Linked DNA regions of Mus musculus: region 1 is linked to region 2. A link is a contact called in public promoter capture Hi-C data. All regions are on one chromosome and are shown on one strand. The core of a region is the stretch at or near the end of the contact, and the rest is flanking DNA. Distances in the headings are between cores, read along the strand shown. Region 1 holds the start of Sap30l (SAP30-like). Region 2 holds the start of Tnip1 (TNFAIP3 interacting protein 1).

Region 1 (6,521 bases), core at 1,847-4,346, 2.8 Mb before region 2:
AGAGTAACACCCAGGTGAAACAAGAGGACATGTGACCTCTGCTCCATTCCTGGCAGCTGGCACTTGGGCTGACAATGTAAGTAAGTGGCTCTTGAGAGAGCAAGTGGTGCTGGGCAGTGGTGGCGCACGCCTTTAATCCCAGCGCTTGGGAGGCAGAGGCAGGAGGATTTCTGAGTTCGAGGCCAGCCTGGTCTACAGAGTGAGTTCCAGGACAGTCAGGGCTACAGAGAGACCCTGTCTCGAGAAACCAAGAGAGAGAGAGAGAGAGAGAGAGAGAGAGAGAGAGAGAGAGAGAGAGAGCGCAAGTGGCTTCCCACAGCATAGTGGTAAACTGGGAAGAATGAGTGGCAGAGTGGGGTGTTTCTAAAGCTTAGGTAGGAAGAGGCCAGACCAGAGCAGGGGGCAGCAACCCAAGCGACACTGGAGCCTGTTTCCTTTATGTGATCCCCAGCTTCGAGCACTCTCCAGAAGCAAAGAAGAAACCCATCAGCGGCAAGTTGGCTATGTACTAATACAGTACAGAGGCAGCCAGTGGCCACCTGAAGGGGGGTGCTATAGTATTTTAAAAGGGCTTTTGCCAGATCCTTTTACCAGACAGCTATTCTCTGTCCTTAACCATGTTCAAGTCTAATCTGCTTTTCAGCAATCTCAGGACTCAGGGGCTTTTGTGGGTGAGGTGGGGGCCTTAGGGTGGAAGCAAAGGCTCACTGTGGTTGTCTGGGTTTTTTTGTTTGTTTGTTTGTTTGTTTTTTCTTTCCTGTTTCACTTGCTACAACAGCTAGACATTCTAGTAACACAGCACTTACTTGGGACTGAATTCCTGCCCATCTGTGGAATGAAATAGAAACTGTTTCAGAGATAATGACTCTGTACTACCACCTTGAAATGGACTAAGGCCGCACATCTAACCACAAGCCTTCCCAAGTACTGCCTTTGGGGATGCTAGTACAGGGCAGAGGGGGCCTTTCTTCCAGATGATGATGATGTGTGTGTGAGTGTGTGTGACATCGACATGCTCAACACTGCTCCACATGGCTTCCCCATGGGGTGAGTGGATAAATGGAGTCTTTACTGCAACAACAAAACCATCCAGATGTGAGCACTGCCAGCAGCCCACACGGGAGGCAGGCACCGTTTCCATGTGGATAAACTCATCCCCAGTCTCGGGATCACTTTCACTCCCATGTGTGATTAGCAGGGGACACCTGAGGGTTTAGCCAGCTTTGCTTCAGAGTAATCTCATTCATTCATTCATTCACTCACTCATTTATTTACTGACAAGACATTTGTAAAAAGGAAGGTCCCAATCATAAAAAAACAAAAAACAAAACCCAGCACGATTTCAAATGAGCTGGATTCTACTGGTTGACTAAATAAAACTGAGTGTGCAAGAGAAGAGTCTAGAAGAAAGGATGATGATCTTATTTATTATAGACGAATGAAAACTGGGTGTAAGGTTTGGAAGCAAGCCAGGCAATAAGTGGGCTTAGGAAATTAGCCAGCTTTTAAGTGCAGTGTGCTCTTGGCGCCATTGCTTCCTACCCCCCCGCCCCCAGCCTCAGTTTCTGCCACATCAGAAGTGTAAAGATCGGCTCCCTTTCCCGCTACCAAGCAATGTCTGATTTCCCCAAACCGTTGAACAGTAATCATTCAAACTCCTGAATATGAGAAGTTCCTTAACTCAGTCTCAATTCCTAACCTGGAAGCTGCCACTCAGGGCTTGCAGCAACAGATGTCAAACTGAAAAGTTCTTAACCGGTTGGCAGTAGGCACATCTTGAGGACCAGAGTAGGTGAAATCACTCAGGAAGTTTCTTATAATTAGCCACAAGGCATAGGGCAATCTCATTCCATTTTAAATTTGCACCTCTCCACCTCCAACGGCATTACCAAAGATGCTAATCCCCGCAAGAAAGCTGATTCCCCGCCCCCTTCAATCACATCCACAGCAAATCATTTAAGACCCGGCCTTGGCCTTATTTCTGCCACATCTCAGAAAAACTCATTCGCTGCCAGCGAAGCGGGCTCTGTGTTGCGCTGCAGAGACCGGAGGCCGCGGCAGACAGGAAAGTCGCGGCCACCTTGCTAGTGTCTGAAAGAGCGACAAGGTCCCTGGAGGGAGGACGAAGTTGGAGAAGATCCTCCCGGTTCCCTTGTCACCTCTTTTGCCCAATTCTTGCAAAAGTAACCCACCTCTCTCTGCTCTGCTATTCGGCGCAACAGTGACAGCTGGAAACTGCTGTCGCTTTCCCAGGCAGGGAGAGTGTGCCAAGCCCTCCCTGGTTTCCCAGCCCACCCTCGGGGACGCGGGCAGCGTCGCGGAGCACCGAGCGGCCTCCAAGAACCTGAGTCCCCTGTTTTGCACAGACTGCGCGGCGAGGCCCACCGCGCGGAGCGTCCCCGGGGTCCCTTCCCGCGGCCCTGCGCTATGCCCCGAGACTCACGCTCTTGTCTATGTCCAGCTTGAGTTTCTTCTGCGAGATGCTTTTCTGCACCCTCTTGCTGAAGGAGGCGTTGCCCGCGGGCCGGACGCAGCGCTCGCCGTCCGCGATGAGGCAGCAGCTCTGGCCGTAGCCCGGGGCGGCGGCGGGGGCGGCAGGGGGCCCTTCGCGGCTGTCCTCCTCTGTGCTGAAGCCGTTCATCTCCCCGCCCCGGCCCGGCCCCTCCGGGGGAGGACCCCTGTAGGCCACTCCGCGGCTGCTAGCCCCGCGGGGCAGCTCTTCGCCAGCCCCGCGCCCGGGTCCCACGGTGCGCCCTGGGTCAGGCGCGCTCCGAGCTCCGCGAGGCCCGGCTGCTCTGTGCTCCTGCAGCCCGGGCCCCGGCGGGGATGCACACGCCGAGGCTCCGGCCGGGGCTCACGAGGCTTCCCCCGGGATCCGGGCCCGGCCGCCCTGGGGCTCCCGAGGCCCCCGCCGGCTCCCGCCTGCTCCGCGCCGCGCGGCAAAGTCTCCACCCCGTGGCTCCCCGCGCGGGGGCCCGGCCTCGAACCTGCCGTGTCCGGGCCCCGCGGTGTGCTCGGGCCGCCCCAGCGCCTGGCCGCTCGGCGGCGCCCCGAGTCCCCGCGGCAGCCCCTGGGCCGCCCCGGCCGCCGCCCGCCCGACGCGCCGCACCACAACAGTGCGCTCCCCCGCCCGCCGCGGCACAGCGGAAGTCCCGCCTCTGTGCGCTCAATGGTCGTATTCTTTATGTAGGCGGGGCCCACGTCGCCGCTGGCAGTTCCCATTGGGCGCCATCGCTGCCGGTCTCCGGTGCCAGGCTACTTCCTGGACTCTGCTGGGATGGGTTCAAAGTAGAGAAAGTGCAAGAGGGAAGAGTTACCCGGGCTAGAGAGGACAGCGGGCCGCAGGTTTAGTCCTGGTTGTGGAGTGGGATGCTGAGATGGGTCTGGAGGGATGCAGGATGTTCTAGGCCGTTAGGATGGTAAATAGGGACCTCGCTCCGCGAGGGATGCTGAACGGGGTCTGGAAGAATGCAAGATGTCCTGGTCCGGGCCAGGAATGGTGAGCGAGGTCCTCTGGCTCTGGGGCGAGATGCTGTGTTAGGTCAGGAGGGACGCGGGGCCTCCACCTCAGGGAGTGGTGCTGAGCGGGATATGGAGGGTCGCAGGGTCTCCATTCCGGGATGGGATGTTGAGCAGGTTCCCAATCCCAGCGCGGGATCCTGAGCAGAGGTCCGGCTCCATAGTGGGGTTGTGAGCAAGCCGGTTATGGAACGAAATGCTAAGCCGGATCTGACAGGCCGCAAGGTCTCCTATGTTGAGTGGGGTCTGCGGGAAGCAGGGACAGACTTGCAGCAGAGATCACGTTCGCAGTGGACTGAAGCATCGACGTGCGGAGGAAAACTGAGGGACAAGGGAAGGGTATGGGAAGGAGACCTTAGGGAGAAAGTGCTGCCAGGAGAACAGACTGGGCAAAACGGAAAAGCCTGGGCTGGAGGATCTACGCGGCAGCGGGAGACAGGGTGCATGGTGTGGGACATGAAGCTAACGAGGAAGTGCATATGCGCGTAAAGAGGCACTGAGAGACAGGAGAGGTCGGACAGGTGAACTAGAAATCTTTGAGTACAGCGGGCACCAAGGAAGAAGGGACTTAAGGAGGAGAGCCCAGCGTCAGAGCAACCCTGGCCTGGGTTGATCTTCAGGGTGGACTTTGTGGGCTGAGGCAAAGGTGAAAAGCCCTTAGGCCACCAACGGAGGACTCACCTTCAGACTTGTTAGAGACTGATTTGTAGTTTTATTGCTTCAAGCTAACTCAGACCAACCCGGGAGGAGGCCACCGCACCCTGCCAAGACCAGGGTGTCACCTCGTCCTTGATGCAAGGACACAGGGAATTTTCTGAGGGTCGGGTCCTACAGTCAGTAGTGTTGTGGGGGAGAGGTATGGTTATGGGATGGGTGTCCGGAAAGCTCTTAAATTCTCTCCAGAGGTCTAAAAGTGCGTTTGTACAGTTTACTTTTATTAATTTCACACAGGAGACAGTATGTTAGAAAATACACCTACCAGATAAAAATTTAAGGCCACTGTGGGGGCTGAGGCTGTAATTTGGTGGCAGAGTGGATCAGCACACTCGAGGCTCTGGATTTGTTCCACATTACTACTTAAACAGGATGTGGCGGCACTGGCCTGTAGTCCCACCTTTCAGCAGGAAGATCTGAAGTTCAAGGGCATTCTCTCTCTTTTCTTAAAAGAATTATTTATTTATTTTATGGATATGAATACACTGTAGCTGTCTTTGTACTCACCAGAAAAGGGCATCAGATCCCACTACAGATGGTTGTGAGCCACCATGTGGTTGCTAGGAATTGAACTCTGGAATAACAGTCAGTGCTCCTAACCGCTGAACCATCTCTCCAGCCCCTCAAGATCATTCTTGACTACATAGCTCGCAAGTCAGTCTTGGTTTTGTGAGACCTTGTCTCAAAATAACAAAACAAAACAAAATGTGTCCATTACGAAATTGCTTATAAAAAATACTCTAAAAGTTACAAACGAGAAGAGGTGAAGCAAAATTAAACATCTTCAGAAAGTGTTAAAACTCACCAGCAACTCTGTAGCAAAGATCTCCGAGCGCTTGACAACGCCTTGTCAATGCTGAGTAATGAGCGCTCCACGGTGGTCCACACCTGCTATGCCACTGCTTGGGAAGTGTGTAGCGGGATCTGGAGTTCTTATTGAACTTGAGGCTAGCCTGGGCTATGTGAGACCTTGTTTCAAACAAAACAAAACGAGGATATAGAATTGCATATGGACTTGTGGAATGTGATGTGTGTGTATTTATTTTAAAATAAATAATACATGCAGGGTGAGAGCTGGGGAGATAACTGCTCTTCCAGAAGATCCCAGTTCATTTCCATTAAACCCCTACATAGGCTCTCCACTGCCAGAAATTCGAGCTCCAGGAAATTTGGCCTCCCTGGGAGTATGCTAGAGCCCCATCTCCAAACCAAACCAAACCAAACCAAACCAAACCAAACCAAACCAAACCAAACCAAACCAAACCCAAACAGCAACATTAACCAAGCTTTGGGGGAGGAAGGGAGGACTGAGATGATTCAGTGGGTTAAAGCCCTTTCCAATAAGCCTGCTGACCTCAGTTCTATCCCCAGCACCCGCATGGCAGAAGGAGAGAATTAGCAATGCAGATTATCTTCTGACCTCAGCCTCCCTGTGTTAGGAATACACTACCTCCCCACAGAAAAAAAGAAATGTCATCATTTTTTTTTTTTGAAAATCAAAACCACATGAGAAATAATACTCCATATTACAAAGAGTGATAATTTGGGGTAGCAGAAATGTGGTTGACATTTTTATACTTTGTTCTACTTTTGCAATATACCTAATAAGCTTTTTTTTTTTTTTTTTTTTGCTTTTACAGTAACAAAAATAATAAAATATTAATGGAAAAAAACACAATTTACTAGGAATCTTGCTTCAGAGTGCATATTCCAGAGCAAGTTCTGGAGAGATGGCTCAGTGGTTAAGAGCACTATCTGCTCTTCCAGAGGTCCTGAGTTCAATCCCCAGCCACCACATGCTGGCCCATAACCATCTATAATGTGTGATCTGACAGCCTCTTCTGGCATGTAGGTGTAGGATACTCATATCCATAAAATAAATAAATCTTCAGAACAAAACAAGAACTAACTGGCACAGGCAGCTACAGAAGCAAGCATGCCGCTGGCCTGATACGGATACCATGTAGGTAAAAAGTTGAGAGTGGAGAATGAAGTTGGGAGTATACACAAGGCAGTGTGCGCTGGTTCAGAGGTCCCATGGTATGGGTGGTATGGATGTAAACTCTGCTTTTCTTTGCATGTTTTTTGTTTTGTTTTGCTTTTCAAGACAGGGTTTCTCCGTGTAGCCCTGGCTGTCCTGGAACTCACTCTGTAGACCAGGCTGGCCTTGAATTCACAGAGATCAACCTACTTCTGCCCCCCAAGTGCTGGGATTAAAGTGTTTTTTTTTTTTTCTTTTTCTTCTCCTTCTCCTCCTCCTCCTTTTTTTTTTTTTTTTTTTTTTTTTG
Region 2 (6,688 bases), core at 1,995-4,494:
GAGGGCGTCAGCTCTCGTTACAGATGGTTGTGAGCCACCATGTGGTTGCTGGGATTTGAACTCCGGACCTTCGGAAGAGCAGTCGAGTGCTCTTACCCACTGAGCCATCTCACCAGCCCCCTGTTTGATTTTTTAAAAAAGATTTTACTTTATTTTTAAATGTGTGTGCGCGTGTGCATGTGTGTTTGCATTCATACATGTTCACACATGTCTTTGGAGGCCAGGGCTGTCGAATCTGCACAGGGCTGGAGTTACACACAATTGTAAGCTTCCACCAACAAGGAAGATGGGAACTAAGCTCTTGTCTTCTACAACAGCAATGGATGCTCTAACTGCTGAGCCTTCTCTCGTCCCTTTGTTTATTTATTTTTTAAAGATTTATTTATTATTATAAATAAGTACACTGTAGTTGTCTTCAGACACACCAGAAGAGGGCATCAGATCTCATTACAGATGGTTGTGAGCCACCATGTGGTTGCTGGAATTTGAACTCAGGACCTCTGGAAGAGCAGGCTGTACTCTTAACTGCTGAGCTATCTCTCCAGCTCCCTTGTTTATTTTTTGAGATAGGATCTCACTATGTAGCCAGACTGACCTCAAACTCACTTCTGCCTCAGCCTCCCCCATGCTGGGTTTACAGATTCGCACCACCCAGCCCTGTTCTTGACAGTGCCCAGTGCCTTGAGGAAGAGAGTATGATGTGGGATTGAGCACTGGACTAAGAGTCTGGAAGGCCCCAAGTTACTCAGGGAGAAGTCACTTCCTCTGTCTGGCCTTCACTTCCTGCTGCAATGGAAGTGAAGTGATGCAATAGTCAGAGGCTCTCCCATCCTTCCCTGGGCAATCCCGACCTCAAGCGCACAGAAGCCACTGAGAAAAGAATTCAGCAAACTCTGCCCCAGCTCCCCTTCCGTGTGCCCGGCCTTCGCCATGGGCTGTGTGCAAGATGTGTGCCTATATCTTTAGTTCTCCCTTCTTCAAACTCCATGTCACACTTGGGACGAGTGGTTGCCAGTATTTTGTGCAGACACTTCTCAGTACAGAGTCTATTCCCTTTGTGGTGAACATCCTTTTTTGTGTTCTTCCTTGATTTTTTTCAGGTCTCAGCTGAGAAGTCACTTCCTGCAGGAAGGCTGCCCAGGCTCCCAAATCCCAACTAGACATCTGCCCTGGTACCTACAGCTCCCTGCAATATTTTTCCTGACAAAACACATCTTTTCCAGTGTTTGCTGTAACTATCTGATCATATGCCACAGCCTCCAGAACAGTGCCATCCAACAACACCCTCTGCAATGGTGCAGGGAATGGACAGACTTGTAGGCCCATGTGGTATTCAGAAACTGAAGACCAGACAGGAGAAATGACTTCTAAGTGAATTTAGTTAGGGGTTTCCTGACTCCCAGTCTAGCACTCTTTTCTACACCATACCATCTTCCTCATGGCACTGACCACTCTTCAAGGGCTCAAAGCCACATGCATAGTAGTACACACCTGTAACCTCAAGTCACATGTAGGAACAGCTGTCATCCTGGCTATACATCACAATGAAAGGTGCCTAATGCTATTAAGGAACTGAGTGTGTGTGTGTGTGTGTGTGTGTGTGTGTGTGTGTGTGTGTATGTGTGTGTGAGTGTGAGTGTGTAGGACATGTGCATATGTGTGTACATATACGTGAAGCCCAGCAGTGAACCTCAGGTGTTACTCCTTAGGTGACAACCATCTTGTTTTTTATGACAGGTTCTCTCACTGCCTCCGGCTCATCAGTTTAGCTAGACTGGCTGACCCACAGATCCCAGATATCCTGTCTCTGCCTCCCCAGCACTGGCCTGTGTGTATCTACACCAGACTTTTAAATTTGGGTGCTGGGGCTCAAAATCAGTGAGCACTTTACCCACTGAGCTATTTCCTCATTTCCTCAATTATTGCTTTTATTTAGGTTTAGTTAATTTACATTTGATCCACCATATGTGGATAATGGTCACTCAGTTGGATAGGACAGTCCTGAACTAGGGATAATCAAGAAAGCCTCTCTCACCCAGGTGGCCTCTTCCTATCTCCTCAGACATTTTTGTGGCAGGTAGTGAATGGCAGTGGGTAACTTTATATATGTAGTCAGTGGTTTACAAGGGGTGTCGACAAAGCATCTTTTGGCTTCTGGTACAGTTGCAGAAAGCAGACAGAGCAAGACTCAGTTTCCCACTTTGCAGTGGGTGTGACAGTGAGTGAGATGGGGGTCAGTGACACGTGCATGTGTGAGCAGTCATTTGTTGTGACAAAAGACTGACAAGCAGCATCTTAGAGGAGGGGTTTATGTTGGCTCCCAGTTTGAGGTGATACAGTCCACTCTGGTAGGAAGGCCTGGCAGTGTGGGAGTGGCTCTAAGCTGTGGTGGCAAGTGCATCCGGGGGCTCGCTCACATCTAGTGGATCAGGAAGAGCAGAGAAAGCAGAAAACAGTGCTTGAACAACCCTCTCCTGATCCCCACTTTTCATTCAGTCTGGAACCCCAGCCTCCCCGGACAGTGCTGTCCACATTCAAGGTGGGTCTTCCCTCTTTTGGAAAACCTCTCTGGAAAAGGCCTTACAGGCACACCCCAGGTGTATCTCCTCGAGACTTCTAAATCCAGTGAAGTTGATCATAGAGAATAACCATCACACAAAGCTCAGGAGGAAGTGGCATGCTCAGACTGCAGCTGGCAGGTTCAGAACGGGCCAAGGGTTTCCAAGTGTGGCTGGACATCCAAGTGAGACTCAGCAAGACTCAGCATCTGGGGAAGAATGAGAAACTTTTCCTCCTCTGGAGAGGATGCTTGGGAGCAGATGAGGCAGGAACAAGACAGGAGGACGTGAGCAGGATGCCTGGAGATTTCCCCAAGGCCACGCACACTGGAATCCCCCACTTTGAACAAAAGAGGAAACATATATCTCCAGGCCATCCCAGCAGGGCAGCCCAGGTGGCCTGTGTCCTTGTACCTGCCTTTGCTTGATTCCCAGCCCAGCTCAGGAGCCAGCAGGCTCTCAGCTCTTCTCCAGAGCCCCCTCCCCTTCCTGGAATCTACCACAAGTGACAGGCAGCCTGGGGAGCAACAGGTGGAGGCTGGCAAAGGGCCCTCTGCTCTGCCAGAGGCGGGATGGGGCCTCAGCTCGGCCTTGTGGGGCTGCCTGGTGGCTGGCTTCTCCATCATGGGGGAATTCCCCTCCTGCCTCAGAGTCAGCTCCGCCCAGCCCTCCTTCCTGCAGAAGCTCAGAAAGCCCAGCAACCTTCACAGGGACACAGGGAGGCATGGCCGCACTCACTGGGCACATCTTCAGATCACCTCGTGCATTCTCGGATGAGTGACCTGGGCTGAAGGTAGGTGTGACAAGGCAGATTCCAGGAGCGTCACACGGTAATGTCAAGGCCACCAGACCTTCCCAGCTGTGTGTCAGTAACTGCTTGGCCTCCTCTTCTCTGCCAGCTGGGGTCTTTTGCTCCCCAGCCTAGCTTGGTGGGCCCACCTAGGGCCTTGAATTCTGTGTCTCTGTTCTTCCCTGAGCCTCCTTTGCCCTCTGACCTCTGTCTCTCTCCCTCGTACTTGTTCTGACCAATCTTCTCTCCGAATGTCTGCAACTTTTCCAAAGGGAAGGAAAGAGAGACTTTCTCTTTTTCTGTACTATCCCTCTCTCTGAGGGGTGAAGGGGACTTTTCTCTTTCTTGTTCCCATATTTTCTTGTGTGTGAGAGGACATGTTTGCATTTGTGTCAGGCTCCCAGGAGCAGGTACATATATCGGTCCATGGGAGTGTTTATGTTTGTGGATGGTCTGGGTGTCTGTCTCTGTGTGAATGTGAATTTTGAGGGGGATGGTGTGGGATGAGCTGGGCAGTTTGGAAGTCTAAACCCAAACAAGGAAGGTTGGTGGAAACCCATCTTGCTCCCTGGGGGACACAATAGCTGTTGAGCCCCTCCTCAGCACTGGAATGAAGGAACCCCTCCCCTGTCTCCAGACTTCTTTGCTCTGAGGCCCACTGGCTCCTTCTGAGGGTGAACCTTTCACCGAGAACTTGAGGCCCTGGGAGTGGGGCCAAGGGCTGGCAGATGGTGGGGACTTCTTTTTTTGATAATAAGCAGTCCAGTTTTTCCGAAGCTGGTCAGAGGGCCAGCCTAGGGAAGTCCCTGGCTGGGGGAGGTAAGGGCCAGAGGCTGGGTCTGACTTTTGACAGTGACCTCTGGACTGCAGAATGAGGGAGGAATGTGGCGAGATTCTAGAAGACATGAGAAGGTATGGGGTAGATTGAGAGAGAAATGCTATTGGGGCCTGGTAGGGCTTCCCAGGATTGGGCAATGTTCTGGTCCTATGGGTCTGCCTCCCTTAGGGACTAATCTCTTCCCACTTCCAGGAAGATGATGAGGAGCAAGCTAGGATCCCAGTTTGGAGCCAGCTTGATACTCTGATTTGGAGTCAGGCGGGCCAGAGGGAGAGAAGCCAGAGAAGGAAAGACCCAGGACTCCTCGAGACCGTGGGAGGGGCCTGGCAGGGCCAGTGTATGAGGAGCTGGGAATTTCCCTGGTGTCATTGTCCTAGAAACCAGAGAATAACAGGCAGGTTAGGGACACAGGAGAAAGAGCCGGGGAGGAGAAAGAGGAGGACAAGGCTGGCGAGGAAGCCAGCAGCCGTGGCCAGAGGCCACCTCCTCAGACAGCTCTCAGTGAGATCCAGGCAAAGTGAGCCCCAGCAGTAGGCCTGAGATCCCCTGAGAGAGGAAGATCCACACTCCCTGCTGCCCCAGACCACAATGACCATGCTTCTTATCACTAGGGCCATTTCTCTCTGTGTGTGCCACAAACTGGCCCTGCTGTTGTCCCCATAGCCTTGCTTAGAAAGCTAGGTTACAGACCAGGAGTGAGTGTCAGGGTCAGAATCAAAGCCCAGACTTCAGGAGGTGGGAGGTGTCCTGGGAAGAGGGCAAGTTGTGAATGCAAATGCTTTCCTTCCTCTTGAGAGGATGACTGGGGGATGCAGAGATGGCTCAGGGGCTAAAGGAGCTTGTTGCTAAGTCTGACAACCCGAGTTTAATCCCTGGGACTCATGTAGTAAGAGAGACAGGACTCCTACATACAGTCCTCTGAGCTCCATTACATGTGCTGTGACATGTGCTAGGGAGACATACACACATGATACACACTTGTAATAAATAAATAAATAAATAAAAATAAATGTAAAAGATGATGCATGAACACAGAAAAAAACTGTGGCCTTCATAGCCTAGGAAGGTAGGTAGAATTAAAAATGCCTTTTTAGGCTGAGGGGAGCTGAAACTACAGACTCAGTTAATTTAGTGCCATTGTTGATGTTGTTGTTGTTTGTGTATGATTTGATGAGAAGGGGTTGCTTTGAGACAGAGTCTCATGTAGTCCAGGCTGGCTCTGGATTCTTGGTCTTGATGCTTCTGCCTCTGTAGAACTAAGATTGGGGCAGTCATCCAGTTGACATGCCATTTTTTCCTTTTCTTTCTTCTTTCTTCTGGCTGGGTCTCATGTATCCCAGGCTAGCCCCAAATCCCCTATGGAACTGAGCCTGACCTTGAGTTTCTGATCCTCTAGCCTCCACCCCTTGACTGTGGGGATTACAAATGTGTGCCATCACAGGCGGTTCTCTGAGGTACTAGGGATGGAATCCGGGTCTTGAGTAGGGTGGGCCAGCACCGTCTGTAATCGTCACCAGCACTCAAATCCCATTTCAGTCAGGGTCACATGTTTGTCATTCCTTATCTCTGTTAACCATCACCCAAATCTCCCTTTCTGATAATCACACACCCAAGAGCAGAAAGTACCTAGAATCCACACAGGGTTTTGTGTTCCGAGGTTGCCTCGGGCTGAGAGTCCAGGAAGAGATCCAGGATTGCTAAATGCTCCCACCCCCACCTCTCAGGTCCACTCTCCCCCAGCCCAGGCTCCTTATCTTCCACTCTAAGACAATAAGGCTCATACTTCTTTGATTCAAAATTCTATTTCCAGCCTGGGAATGAACCTTAGCTCAGTAGGCAGAGGGTAGCCTATCACACACAAAGCTAAGTCCCCAGGAGAGTTGAAAGGAGATGTGGGGCTACATCCCAGAACTCAGGACAGGGAGTCGTGAAAACCAGAAGTTGAATGTCTTCCTCACTAGAGAGTGATTTTGAGGCCAACCTGGGCTACATGAAACCCTGGCTCAAAAAAGTAAAGAAGGGGTGATAGAATAGCTCAGTCAGTAAAGTGGAGGACTTGAGTTTGACCTCCAGAGCCCACATAAGAAAAAGCCGATTGCAGTGATCCACACTTTAGTCCCACCCAGCACATGGGTGGAGGATTAGGGGGAGTGGAGATAGAGATGAGCGAATCTCCAGGGCTTGCTGGCACCAGCCTAGTCTAATTGGTGAGCTAAAGGTCCTAGCAAGAGACCTTGTCTCAAAATACAAGGTGGAAGGCTCCTGAGCAATGACACTCAGGTTGACCTCTGGCCCCCACACACCTGTGTGCTGCCCCACATACACATGCATACTCGAGTATACACACACACACACACACACACACACACACAGAGGCAAACAGCTGTGCTTTCCATCAGTTGGGGTGTGTATCAAAAGAGAGATGCATGGGAGCCCAGGCACTGACATCAGTATTAACCTAAAATTCAGGGTCATACCTGCCAGAAAATAACTAGACTTGCA

Evidence for each region. Promoter capture Hi-C pulls out the DNA fragments that hold promoters and counts their contacts.
Region 1: a contact with region 2 is called in a promoter capture Hi-C map of embryonic stem cells, with 4 times the contacts expected there. The contact joins the promoter of Sap30l here to the promoter of Tnip1 in region 2. A contact is called at or near these places in 2 of 39 promoter capture datasets (embryonic stem cells and frontonasal cranial neural crest), 1 of 484 Hi-C or Micro-C datasets (B cells) and 3 of 115 datasets of contacts at active chromatin or transcription factors (embryonic stem cells and large pre-B cells).

The regions. Positions count from the first base shown.
Region 1 is chr11:57,798,212-57,804,732 of GRCm38.p6, reverse strand. It overlaps Sap30l (SAP30-like), which reads right to left and starts at 3,096. Exons shown (of 4, transcript NM_001081168.1): 1 at 2,444-3,096. The coding sequence starts at 2,641. It overlaps 2010001A14Rik (RIKEN cDNA 2010001A14 gene), which reads left to right and starts at 3,266. Exons shown (of 4, transcript NR_131042.1): 1 at 3,266-3,499.
Region 2 is chr11:54,959,496-54,966,183 of GRCm38.p6, reverse strand. Tnip1 (TNFAIP3 interacting protein 1) reads left to right here and starts at 3,244. Exons shown (of 19, transcript NM_001199275.2): 1 at 3,244-3,351.